Linked DNA regions of Mus musculus: region 1 is linked to region 2. The links are chromatin contacts, called in public Hi-C maps. All regions are on one chromosome and are shown on one strand. The core of a region is the stretch at or near the end of the contact, and the rest is flanking DNA. Distances in the headings are between cores, read along the strand shown. Region 1 holds the start of Bbox1 (butyrobetaine (gamma), 2-oxoglutarate dioxygenase 1 (gamma-butyrobetaine hydroxylase)). Region 2 holds the start of Fibin (fin bud initiation factor homolog (zebrafish)).

Evidence for each region. Hi-C and Micro-C count contacts between places; a contact is called where the count stands out from the background.
Region 1: a contact with region 2 is called in a Hi-C map of uterus, with 3 times the contacts expected there. The contact joins the promoter of Bbox1 here to the promoter of Fibin in region 2. A contact is called at or near these places in 4 of 39 promoter capture datasets (cranial neural crest, liver and second pharyngeal arch cranial neural crest), 5 of 484 Hi-C or Micro-C datasets (liver, nephron progenitors and uterus), 1 of 115 datasets of contacts at active chromatin or transcription factors (liver) and 3 of 9 other capture datasets (adipose tissue, liver and pancreatic islet).

The regions. Positions count from the first base shown.
Region 1 is chr2:110,301,082-110,307,969 of GRCm38.p6, forward strand. It overlaps Bbox1 (butyrobetaine (gamma), 2-oxoglutarate dioxygenase 1 (gamma-butyrobetaine hydroxylase)), which reads right to left and starts at 4,644. Exons shown (of 7, transcript NM_130452.1): 1 at 4,333-4,644; 2 at 2,661-2,775. The coding sequence starts at 4,551. The region is part of intron 1 of Gm30319 (a long non-coding RNA gene); the gene reads left to right.
Region 2 is chr2:110,358,498-110,365,355 of GRCm38.p6, forward strand. It overlaps Fibin (fin bud initiation factor homolog (zebrafish)), which reads right to left and starts at 4,496. Exons shown (of 1, transcript NM_026271.1): 1 at 2,428-4,496. The coding sequence starts at 4,298. The coding sequence ends at 3,645. All of the region lies in intron 2 of Gm30319 (a long non-coding RNA gene), which reads left to right.

The sequences.
Region 1 (6,888 bases), core at 3,394-5,893, 57 kb before region 2:
AGTCTCCTTGGTTGCCTAGCAATTTTAACCTCCCAATATCAAGCTCAATGTACTTTCTGAAATTCATCCTTCTATTTTTTACTTCTGAAGTTTCCTGCATGTCCTTCTCTCTGTGGGGGTTTCCTTCTTTCTATGTCTTCCCGACAAACTATCCCTTAAAATCTCAGCGTGGGTATCAACCTCTCTTTTCTTCATATTCTTTGCTTTACGTCACCATCATTCTTCAGCACATGGTCTTAATGTACTTAAGTACATTAAGTGTATTACATGCCCAGGCCTTCTTTTTCACCTTGGTATTTCCTTACATAGTTCCCTGAACAAAATAGATGCCAAATGTCTGTGCAGCTGAATGGACACGCATGAGAGAAATGATATTCTCCACATCTTCCTTTTAGCTCCGAGGGAAAGTCTGGTCCTGTGCACAGCTTATTGTCATTTATCTTTTCATTTTGTGTTTGGCAGCCTGTGCCAAAAGAAGGAAAGTGCTATGCATCTGTACTCCAGATTTTCTAAGCACTGTAGCCCTCTTTCCAAGGGAGAAGCAGATGTGGAAGATTGCTATGGAGGTTAAAGATGCAAAGAGTGTTTCAGTGGAACTCGCTTTGTTTACAGGCTCTGGAGTACTAATATTTGAAAACTCACATTGGACTAGGTATCAAATTCTATAGGCGAAAAAAGCCATCCAATCAATACTCTAAAAATTGCACAACAGTTTCTTCTTTTGCCAGTCAACTGCACAGCTTGGAAATATATTTAAAGATGAACTTTGTTTAAAAGTATTAAAACACTTTCCTGTGACTATCTAGCAGCCAGTTCTTATGTTATTCATGCTCACAGTTCGTCGTTTGTGACCAGCTTTTTCCACTACTCAGGGGAGTGTACTATCATTTTCATTTTGCTCCTGCCTGATAGGACTGAGGAATGTAAGCTATAAAAAAGGAAAAGCTTCACCTGTCAGGAAATATTAATGGAGGAGGTGCAGCCGTTCCTCCTTTAGCATTTAAAAGCTTAAGCTGTGATAATAAAAATGTTGACTTTTACTTCCTGAAATGACACAGAGAAGAACTTAAGGGCAATGAAAGCAAAATCCAAATGGATTGCAAAACTAGGGCAGAGTTAAAGAAAAAAAGAAAACCCTGAATACCAGAAGAAATCTAAAATTAAAAAATTCAACATATTGCTATTTGACCCAGATAATGGCTATGAAATTATGTTATTGTTGATCTCCCCCTTCAAGAATTCAGAAACAGAATCTGAAGGAATGTGGATGAATGGTTTTCCTATGTACTCATCTATTTTCAACCACCTAGCAGGGATAGATAAAGGAAAATTGATTCTTGGTTCAGACCCAGCAATGGAACAAATCCTTATCAGCTGTCACGGTGGTGAGACCACACACTTAGAGAAACTGAATTCTTGACAAGACTGACCTGTGCTTAAAGAGAAGGGGAGACTCTGGTACCTTGTGATTGACATCCATAGGTGAAAGGAATGTGGCCTGGTAAGTTGATTAGTAAGTAACATCTCCACTTCTAGTGAACTGCTGTAAGGCTCGTTTTAAAATCCCAGACAGTTATTGCACATGAGGGAGTTTCAGGTTTGGAAGAAGGAAAGTAGAACCTCATTGAGTATATGACTCAGCGTTCCTGAGAGAGGCAGCAAGGGATTAGCCAAGTAGCCACTTCCTGAAAGGGTAGTGATCTGATAGATGGGGTTGACAGAGGAAAAGGGGATGCAGGAAATGTGCCTGGCTTGTGGGAGTTAGGGTTCTAACCAACAGGCAAAGTTCACGTGGGTTGGAGTTTGCCTTTGACCACACAACCAAATGTAATCTCTAGAACATACGTAACCATATGTAATCAGTAGAACAATATGGAGTAAATCAGAGACCTTTCCACCCTCACACATGCTCCCACTTCCTGTATTATTGTGTATCCCTTAGAACTTTCATTTTAATTGCCCATTTATTTTGCCTATTATCTGAGAAATGTTATCATCTCCCTTTGCCACTAAATTCGTCTTTGAGTTATCCCTAAACATTTTTCGGCTCACAGAATCTCTGGAGACCCATATAAATGCTCGAGAAAGGGGATTGCATTTGACCTAACAGCGGATTCAATTCTGTGCTCCTTGTTTTACAGCTTCATTGCTCACATAATCTCATGGCTACCAGCACAGGGATTTGTGTTTTGTTCTGTTCTGACTTTAGATATCATTAAAGAGGGTGAGCTACCTCTGGTTGATGCCACTCCTTTGCAGAGAGTGTGGAGAAAACAACTTGGACTCTCAGCTTTTACTTCAGCTAATTCAGGCTCAAGCCTACTGTATCTTTCTCTGCCAGTATTTTAGAATACCAACATCTGCTCTGTTCTCCATTTCAGTTTTGGGCAAATGATCTGTATTGCTAACAGGTTAAGCATTTCTCAGAAATGACAATATTATTTTAACCAAGATACAAGGGATTGAATTTGCTCCTGAGCACATCCTTAGAAAATGAGAGATATAAATATTGATTACATTGATTTGATCAGCTTGTAATATGTATGTGTTAACTCAATGAACCATGTCCTGTAAATATAGTCAATTCAAATAATAGTATTCTCTTCAATCAATTCTCACTATAAGTTTTTAGTGTAGAATGAAGACCATTGCAATGTTACCTGGTAAAAACAATTCTCCTTGGAGCCTTGCTCTGGCCTGTTGAGAAAAGCATCTTTTCTTCAGCCAGTTAGCTTCGAATTCACTGTAATGGTCATTGGGCCATGTGATATAAACCTTATAAGAGAGAAATAAGAGTGGTATAAGACAATTAACATCTATTTGTATGTTGCACAACTATACATTTCTGTCTTCTGCAATTGCTTTTCTTTTTAATACTACTGAATTAGAGTGATTAGAAATAGAATTTTACTAGCATGGCATCTCTGCTTTACACACTGTAGATTATACTCAAACTTCCTCTGAGAAGGTCTGACTACTAAGGGTGAGAATTGAGAATAGAGAAGAAAGCTGAGAGGACAGAAGAGTGGGGAAAGACAGGCATTTCTGTCACGTTTGTCCTTCTGGGGAGGATTCGGAAATAAGCAACAGAGAAGCAGGTTCGACAGCACATGTGGTTGGCACCGAGACTGATGATTTTAGGATGCCTTATGCACATATGCAGTTGTTTGGATAAACAGTGCTAATCAGTAAGATTTCTGAGCGACTTCTGCAGGATAAACATTTGCACCCAGATTGTCTCATCCCCTGACATTTCTTTTCCTGTTTTTTTTTAAATGATTATATTTTAATGGGTATTTTATTTATTTACATTTCAAATGTTATCCCCCTTCCCAGTTTCCCCTCCACATGCTATCTATCCCCTCCTCCCTTCCCCTGCCTCTATGAGGGTGCTCCCCCCCCCATCCACTCCTGTCTCAGCGGCCTGGGTCATCAAGCCTACACAGGACCAAGGGCCTACATTCTCAGTGATACAAGATAAGGCAGTCCTCTGCTACATATCCAGCTGGAGCCATGGGTACCTACTGTGTATTGTTTGGTTGGTGGTTTAGTCCCTGGGAGCTTTGGGGGGGGTCATCTGGTTGGTTGATATTGTTATTTTTCCTATGGGGTTGCAAACCCTTTCAGCTCCTACAGTCCTTGCTCTAACTTCCCCATTGGGGTCCCCACACTCAGTCCAATGTTTGGCTGTATATATCCACATCTGTATTCGTCTGGGTCTGGCAGAGCCTCTCAAACGTTTGGCATTTCTGTGGACAAATTCTGTACTTTTCTAGCTTTATAGAGCAGCAAACTGAGTGCCAGATGCACCATTTTCATGGTATAAATTGCATGATTGTGTTTCAAGCCTGCTTCCCCCTAAAAGAATAAAAAATGGAAATTTGCATATGGTATTAAGATGGTAGTAGTTTTAAAATCAAAATATCATACATTCTGAAGAGAAACCAGAATATATCAGTAGGCTATATTTATATGTTTATTTATGTGTATATGTAACAATATTAAAGGGAAATTGACCACTACTTTGAGAGGGAGTGAGGAGAATATGGAATGAGTTGGATGAAGGAAAAAAGAAAGAAAAGGTGATGTAATGAAATTTCATTTAAAATAAAAAGTAAGCCTATTAAAAATAAAAATATAAAATGTTGTAGTAGTGATAACAACAGTAGATTTTTCCACTGAATATTCCTACCCTATCAAACAATGTACAACCATGTCCATGGAGGGTTTCCTCTATATATGAGAAGTTAAAAAAGAGTTACTTAAATTACTATAGACTAACCCCTTGATCTAACTCAACAGAGAAGGGGAAGAGCATTTAGACGTAATTACCTTTTTCCGGTCAAATGTCAAATCATCGATTCTAATGTTTACATCAAGAGCTTCCAGGAGAAGTTTCCGAGCTTTTGCAGAATGTAGGTAGCAGTCTGAACACTGACAGTTGTCTCTCAGCCATACTGCTGGGTAGAGGGACTCTGCCCCATCGTGCCAAAAGATCTGCATCAAATGAGCCCCATCCACTGCTTCTGCCTTTAGGATGGCACAGTGCATGTTTCTGGTCTTTGGTGATAAATCCTATCAGCCACCTGCTAGGACAAATCAGTGTTAATTATAGTAGGCTGGCAGATTGTACCTGAACCTGATCTCTACAATACTGCAAGTGGACTCTGGCCTCTGCCTACCACTCAGCAGTGTGAGCCTACAGTTCGCCCCATGCCGGGACCTTTGTTCTGATTAGAGTATTTCACATGTTGTAAACAGAAGCACAGTGACTAGCTGTAAGATAAAAATGCCACATCAAATCCAAATCAAGAGAATTCCTTGTTCTTTTAACAGAAATTTTAGATTATAAAATAAGAAACAAGGGCAAACACAGTGATATAATCACATTTGCATAAACACTGTGGGAAAACCGCTACGCAAATGGAAAATGTTAAGTTTGCCTCTCTGTTTTGGTGTTTTAGTGAGCCCAGGACTTTAAACACGTGAGACAGGCATTCTACCGTTGAACTTCAGTCCCAGCTCACAAAATGCCTCTGTTGTTTTAACCAATGACAGAGGCATCTGGCTTTTGAAACAAAAACTGCTTCAATGATTCATAATTACCATCAAGGGAATATTAATGCAATTAGTTTGCTTAAAGGGTAATGCGACTTAGAACATGGTACTATTTCTGTTCTAGTTTTACTTTTTACTTGCACAGTATATTTCTCACTGGAATATAAAAATACCAAAGTCCTTTAAAAGCTTACTGGGTTTGTTTTCTGCCTTTGCTTGTTTGGAATGTCTTACTTTATCTGGAATGTTTATGGGGGGAGCTTTATGAATCTATATTCTGATTGGAATGTATGGCTCCTTTTTATTACAAAATCCATCAAATTTGTAGCAATGCAGTAGTTACAGGAGAAGAAATCTCATGAAAGAAAGGCACCAGGGTACTTAGACTGGGCAACTCTTTATTTCATTAGTGACCGTATACCTGACATTCAGGAATCAGGGAATGTTATAGACTTAACTTTTCATGTTTATCTAGGGTTCTCAATATATATTCAAAGAGTAGACATTAGTAAAAAGATAAAGTTTACATGAAAAAACCAGAATGCTTTAAGTGTTTTCATAGGACCATTAGCACCTCTAGCTCTTCTAACAGAAGAGAGCAGAGAGGCAGTGCTACCTTGGGATAAGAGAGGAAGACAGACACACAGCACAGTAACTGCTTATACACACCTTCACTGTATCCGATACTGAAACAGCACCAGGGACCGACCAAGCAAAGCAAAGACTTTTGGCAAACTGCTGTCACCTACTCAAACCTACACGTAGGCATACATATATACACATAATTAAAAACAAAATAAATCCTTTGACAAAAGAGAGAAATAGCACTATTTTAAAAAAATCTGTCAGGGGTCACCAAATAATCTTTACAAAAGGACTTCTAGGCTATTAGGTTTGTAGAGCATATATAATTTCTCATTTGTAGTCTTAATTTTAAAATTCCATTCAAAATATAACAAATATTCTTAGCCCATGGTGTGCATAAAAGTGGTCGATGGGACATTTTTGGCCAAGAACAGTAGTGTGGCTGTCCTTTATAAATTTGTTCACGCTTTCTTTAGCACAGTGGTATCATGTGATGCTTGATTCAGAAAGCAGTACTCTTTCACTTGCTTGGGCATTGAGCAAAAGTTAGCACTCATATGTAACAATATCTTCTTTTGTACATGTGGTATTACAAGATACAAAGATTACCATACCACAATGGAAACAGAGGTTTACAATGTAAACAAAAGTCTGGGATCAAATGGTCTCAATTATTTCTTAGAAAAAAAAAACTTATTTAATTTACTCTAGAAAGATCTGTGACTGATATTGGGCTACATGTATTGATTCTACCTTATTTTGCTTCCTTACTAATATAATACTGATTTTTCAGTATAAATATGGGACATAGTTATATTTTCAGCTTCCTCTATTTCTATTTCATATACTGTGTATTATGTAAGTCTGTCCAGTGAAATATTTTTCCTTTTTCCACAAAAGGAACATTTGTTAAAAGGAGATAGGAAGATTTCAGGATACAAAACCACCATAGGAATATTCATATTATAAGAGCACGATCCTATTTACAGCATCATCAATGAAACAACTTGGGATTAATTTAACATAGGAGACAAAACATATACACTGAAACTGTTAGGAAAACTATGAAATTATTTGAAGACAACTATAAGAAATAGTATGTACTCATGAATTAGGGTACTCAATATTGCTAAAATACCCATGATACTGAAATAATCTACAATGCCAATAACACGATTCAAGGCAATAGGAAAGTTACTCCTGACATTTGTATAGCAACAACAATGGTTTCTAAATAGCCAAGCC
Region 2 (6,858 bases), core at 3,246-5,745:
ATTTTCAATTCACAGAATGTTTATTATATATCCTAGCATAGAGGGTAAGCTAGTGAGTCCTTCTGCCCAATTTCCTGCTGGAGGAAAGAGAAGAAATAATCGGGCGGCTAACATGGAAATGCAATAGTCGAATTACCAGTTTTTAATATTTTGACTACATTCCTAGATGGCTCTGAATTCTGGGGAGAGTTACTTTACCCCCCTTGTACCTCAGTTATCCCATTAGAGAAATTAATAAAATATACTGTTTTTCTGAACATATTCCTGAGAAGATTATTTTAAATATATGTGGGAAATTCTTCCTGTTGTGTCTGTTCCATAAGTCTTCATTTTTGTCTTTATTTAGCAAAAAATGGTTGACTGAATTTCAGAACACTTAATGGATTCTTTGAAAGTTGTAAGGCTAACACAATATAAGATAAAATCTAGAATGATGTGGGTGTATTTCAGATTTTTAAAATTTAAACAATATTTATTTGTTTATGTGTATGAGAAGGCATGGATGACAGTCAGAGGCCAGCCTGTGGAGTTGGCTTTCTCTCCTGTCACCTGTTGGTTCTGTGGATTGAATTCAGGCCATCCAACTTTTGTAGAAAACACGTTTACCTTGTGATCTATCTCAATGACCCAGGTCTAAGAAGTTTTGAATGATTTATGAGGCTAGCTGTATTGGTTAAAAACAAGTGATTTGTTTCTAATATACATACATACACACCCACCCACCCCATATATATATATATATATATATATATATATATATATATATATATATGCACATATATATATATATACATATATACACACACACACACACACACATATATATATATATATATACACACACATATACATATACATATGTATATATACACACACATACATATGTGTGTGTGTATACATTGTGGACTGTGAATATCAGTTATAGATAGCTTCTTCTATAGGATTGAACTCAGTGCTCTCTTTCCCCTTGATAGGACCCTGTCTGGCTTGAACCACCTCCACTCTGCCTTTGTAGTGTGCCTCACCAAGTGTCCAGAAGCAACAGAGCCTGAGAATCATGGGATGATCCTTCTAAGAACACAATCTAAAAGAAACCCTTTCACTTCTCAATGGCCTTTCTCGGGGTATTTTATCACAGCAATGTAACACAACTAATTCAACTGTTTAACCGAATGCAATTTCTCACATTATTTGTTGTTACAAAGAAAAAAGATAAATTACTTCTTAGTGATGGCCCTTACTAGCAATATTGATTTTTCAAGCATGTTAGCTAATTTTTTTTTTACTGTGTCTAATAACAATAGCTACAACAATGTGATCGCTTTCTGTTTTAGATAACACTTCAAAAAGCGTTTGAGTCATAGATGAAGTCCAGAGGTTTTGTAATTTCCAAGAATTACCCACAGCTTAGTTTAGTACCTGGCATGGAAGAAGTGGTTGACAAACACTGGCAACAAACAAAACAAACAAACAAAAATCCTAGGTTGCAAAGATGAGTTTGTAAGTGGCTGTCTCAGAAGAGAGTATGTGGTTTATGTCTGATTCTCACACATTTCATTGTCTAAGAAGTAAAGCCCAATGCTTTCAGCAAGTATCTATCACGGTATGAATAACCAAGTCTAATGTCTAATGACAAAGTAGGGAGGAAGGCCTGGGTCCCCGCCATAAGGTTAGACTGTCTGTCGAGGTCTCTTACCACCATCTCCTTCTTACCTGGAAATTCTCATTTTCTGTCCGAGATCATCTCCACAAGACTAGGGGGATCACAGGCTGCTTATTTAGCCACTATTGAAATATTTTGGTTTTGTTGGAATACATAATATTAGCACAAAAAGAAGCTTGCCCGTAGTCTGTTTCAGTGTTCAGGTCTGTAGCAGATATGTCATCATACCTCTTCCTGCTCCCATGGGGATATCTCTATATTTTAGCAGCACTCAAATTTGTGCCTATGAGATCCTTCTTAACATAAGCTGGTGGGCAGCCATTAACAACTGATTGAGATTGACATGCAGAAGAAAAACCATTTTCCAGCCTCAATACATTCCAATATCCTATTACAACAGGCAAAATAAGAAGATTCCATTTGATTTGTCTGTCTGTATGTTGTAGCTGAGTGCTTTTGGGGCAATATTGTTATTTTCAGGCTGGAAGCAATCTGACTTTACAAACTCAAGTACCAAATATCATATTTGTTCTGATCAATATTTTTTGTCCTTCCTTTAAAGAAGGAAGCCCTTTAAAGTAACCCTGAGACAAATGTATATAGCAGATAAATCCTTTCTTTGCATAGAGGATAGAAAAATGGGATCACTGCTGAACAGAATGTGAACTCTTGCATACTTTGTGTGTGGATGCAAGTGGAAAGAAAGTATATTTAAGGTGGTGATAAATATTGGCCCAGGGAAGAATTGAAATAAAATGCATTTTCACATTTTAATTCATTTATTTTAAGAGCATAGAAATAGCTTTCAAATTGTTAGGCATCACTAACACAGAATGAGTGCATAGGAGATATGGACCTTTGTCACACATTTCCAATGGAGTCTATGAAAAATGAGAGAAATTTAAGATTTTTCCATCAGAAGAGTGGAAATCAAATGTATAATTCTTGTACAGGCTAGATCCCACTACCCCTTACTAGGATGGTGTATGTGAGCAGACAGGGTAAGATACTCAAAAATACAGCACCTTCTCCCTCTGTTTTTCTTTTTAAAATCTCATCCTTATCATATACTCTGATAAACTGGCTTCAATCCTATCTCCCCTCTCCTTTGCACTAGTCCCTCTCTGAAATATGAGAGTTATGACTGTAAACTAGAAAAAAAGCCAGTATTATATGAAAACATTTATTGGCTGAGTAATAAAATGTACATAAGGGATTTCTATAGTTAGACCCTCCCTCTGGAAATATAAGTTTTCAATAAACAAAAGGAAGCAATGCTATCTGAGTCCAAGAAGAAAAAAACATGCTGACAACTTAAATCATAGACACTTGAGTGTTAAGCAATCTGTTTCTTTGATGGTGAAGTGAAAGACACATCATGAGTGGGCAACCACCCTAAAGTTTTGCTATCTTAAATGTTGCATCTTCAACTTACACAAACCCACAATGGAACTTTGAACATCTTACTGGTGGTGATTTGCATGCAAATTCTCAATAACACTCTTACAACAAAACAGAAACAACTAAGAACATGGTAAATAAATAAGAGCGAAAGGAGAATCAATGAACTTCCTTGTCTGGCAGGCATGCCACACACCTGGGACCTCATCTGAAAATCAGGCATCTCAGCCTTCAGAGACCAAAGAGAAGCCTGCTGATGCAAAGGAGCCACGCACCTCGTCCCCCGCCAGGATGTGGAAGTTTAATCAGTCTTTCCACACAAATGCATCCTTTAGATGGAGTCGAAAGAAGAGATTCTGTTAGAGCAATAAAACCCTTTAGGAAATAACCCAGGGGTTAGTTTAAAATTGCTTTTTTTTGCAAGTGAAAAATCCTTAATAATAACATAAATAATGCACAAAACCAAACTAAAATCAGAATAACTCAACTTATTAAAATTTTTCTTTCTTTTCGAAAGATGACTTCAGACGTGTTCTGAAAGTGCAAATTTGGATAAAATGAAGCAGTTACAATGGAAATATTAGCCTGTCTTCTGTGCCCCACCCTCCAGATAGTCGCTTTTCAGTCGACCTAAGCGGGTCCCATGGCTCCTGATGGTATGTGCCAGCAGCTCGTATTTGTCTCTGAGCCCCACAGAGATGTCCAGTGTCTCCTTCAGCAAGGACCTGGTGTGGACCAGCATCCCCAGGAAGTCCTCATTGAGTCTGCTTTCCTGCCGGCTATCCTGCTCTTGGCCCTGCTTGAACTTGCTTTCCAGCTCAGTGAGGGACTTGTCAGAGTTGGAGTAGGCATCCCCGATCTGGTGGGACTCCCGCCTCAGGTACTTGCCATAGCTCTCTTCCCCATCCAGGTCGTAGGAGATGCTCTTGCTGATGCCCTCCAGGACGCGTCCAGCATCCTCCACCTGGCGGCCCAGTACTGTGAACTCCTCTCGAAGAGTGAGGCTCAGCAAGCTACTGGCTTGGCCCCCTTCCCCCTGGGAGCAGCGCCTGCGATCACTCACCCTGAAGAGCAGCTGGCATTTCTCGGGGTCATCATTCTCCTCATAGTCTCCATCAGGCACGAAGTAATGATGCAAAGTCCCATTAGACATTTCTGGGTACAGGGGGCCATCAAAGTAGCCTCGACACAGGTGGCAAAAGAAACCCATCCAGATCAACTTCGGGAACACCATTCTGGATATTCGGGAGAAGCGTTTTAGTCCAGGAACAAGGAAAAAGGTTCCCCCGGGTGTCAGCGGCTTCGGGAGAAGGCGCCCTCCTCAGGCGCAGCTCGCTTGCCGCTCTCTGATCCTGGTTCCTCCACAGGCTTCATGTGGCTCTACGCAGCAGCGGTGTGCACCACGCTCCTCAGCGTCCCTGATCCTCTCTCTACTGAGAGGCTGGACCTTTGCTGTTTTAGCAGGATAGCCCGACCCACCGACTGGGGACCTGCTGCTCCAGGCGCTGGCTTTGCGGTCACCTTCGGAGTTCCCTCTGGCTCCAGGGAGACGGAGCTAGTAGCTAAGGGAAGCTGTTCTGACACTGTTTCAACCCCTGGACTGGGTGGGAATGCAGCGTTTTCTTTCCCCTTGGCTAAAGATATCCTGAGGATTGCAGGACTCTCAAATTACAGCTAGTTTCGTCACTTGGAAGCCAAGGAACAAATTTGGAAAGAAAGCTTTCACCAGTTCCTTTATTAAAGGTACAGGGTCTCCTTTTTTCAATCTTGAAAAAGGAGACCCTGTACAATAAGACGTATCTTGAATGGGGATAGTAGAGGATAATTATAAACATAAAATCCAGCTGCTATTAGCATATTTAGGAAAGAGGTGATTGCTTCAGAGAAATGGCATTTCAGACATTTAAATACCAGATGAGAAATGTATTTTTTTTTACTCATTTTCAAAACGTTATTTTTTAAATAAAAAATTTGAAGTATTGGAAATAGTTTTGTTTGGAAATGGTTTAAAGGTTATTAAAATCAATACTTTTGAAACAAAATGAATATAGATAACCGATTTTTTATATTCATAGTGCATAGTTACTAATAAAAATAAAAATAAAAGTTTCCAGTTTAATCAATAAGAGGACAACTGGGACCTCTGTGTAATCTATTAGATAACGTTCCAGTGAGCCTTACTGAGTCTTTTGTGTAGTATTTGACTGCTGGGGTCTCCTGTCAGTTACTTATGAGGTTGGAATATTTATCTACAGTTAGAACGTTAAGCAAATTGACACGATCTCATAGATTGTATTCAACCATTAAGGTACAAAGATTTAAATTTAAGTTAAAAAAACCGTACTGCTTTGAAAGAAAATATTTTTATTTTAATTAATTCACAAATAGTGACATTACCACAGCTGGTTTAAAAAAGCCACCCAAACACGAGTCCAGCTGCCAGTTCCATAGCCTCTCCATAAATACACATGTCCTCAGAACACCATGTTCCATAGCTATTCCAAAGCAACGAAGCTCCTGCTAGTGTTTAAGTTGTGGATTCAGGCAGTACACATTCTCTGCCAATGCTTTTCCTGTTTATATATTCATATAACTTGTCCATCCCAGCTAATTTCTTCAACTTGTACTTCTTGATTGAACTAACCCATTTCTAAGTCTATACTGTATCAGCAGCACATGGAAACCTTTATAGAGTTTATCTCCTAGATTCTGGGCATATTTCCCAAACTGTTTTGTACCTTAAGAGCAAGGGCCCCCAGATTGCTGCTGAGCTTGCCGAGTTTCTCTAGGCTTCTGGTAAGTGATGCCAAGGTTTTATAGGCTAGGAGCTACCATAGTCACTAAAGATCCAATGATGGAGTAACACAATACATGCCCCACACGGGAGCTTACAGCCACCCTGGACACAGTGGCTGCCATGTGGTCCATCAGCCCTGTTTTTGGAAACAACAGCGATGTTTCTGTTGTTCTGAATTCTAGGTAATAGAGCTGCTGTTGCCAGATGAGCGTCAGTGCTGACCTGGGTGCAGCTCTCCTCTGAAGGATCCTGATGGACGTCAAGACCCCTTAAGACTTGTGATTTCAGCTTCCATGTGGTATCCTAAGAGCCGTTCTTGTGCCTAGAAATATGAAACAGGAAAAAGAGCACTAAATTTAAAAACAAATAAAACCCCCCAAGCCCTCTTTTTCCCAAAAGAGGCCATTTTTAGGTTTTAATTTATGAATTGATTGTCATAAATGGCCATTTGATAGGCCATCCATTTAATCAAATATTTATTGAACATTTATTATTCATCAAGTTCCGTTTCTGGTATTGAGAATACAACAATGAACATAACTAGAAACAAACCATGGCTTTCCTAGAGCTTTCAATCTGGGAAGTGCAGGGCGAATTGAAGTAAAAGTAAATAAACATATGTTGTATATTGAATAATTTCAGGATCGTGGAGAAAAGAAACAGGGAATTAAGTGGAAAGAATATGTAAGCAGGAAGATTCTGTTTCCAGAGATGCTTGCTATTTCTGCCTTGAAATGTAACCGAGCTACTCACAATGAGTATTCACTGTTCTGAGTCTCCCTCTGCAGCACAAAGGACAGCTTTCATTCAGATGCACACAGCCCTGTTGTCAGACTTGTCTTTACTCTTCCAGTCGCAGGCAATCCAGACTCCTGGAAGACAATGAAGAGCCATTTGACTAACTAGTGATTCTGCGTGTGAAATCACACACACAGACTTTTTGAAGCATGCTCATGATGGCCTTACTCCTTCGGTTTTCTCTAGACACGCAACATCG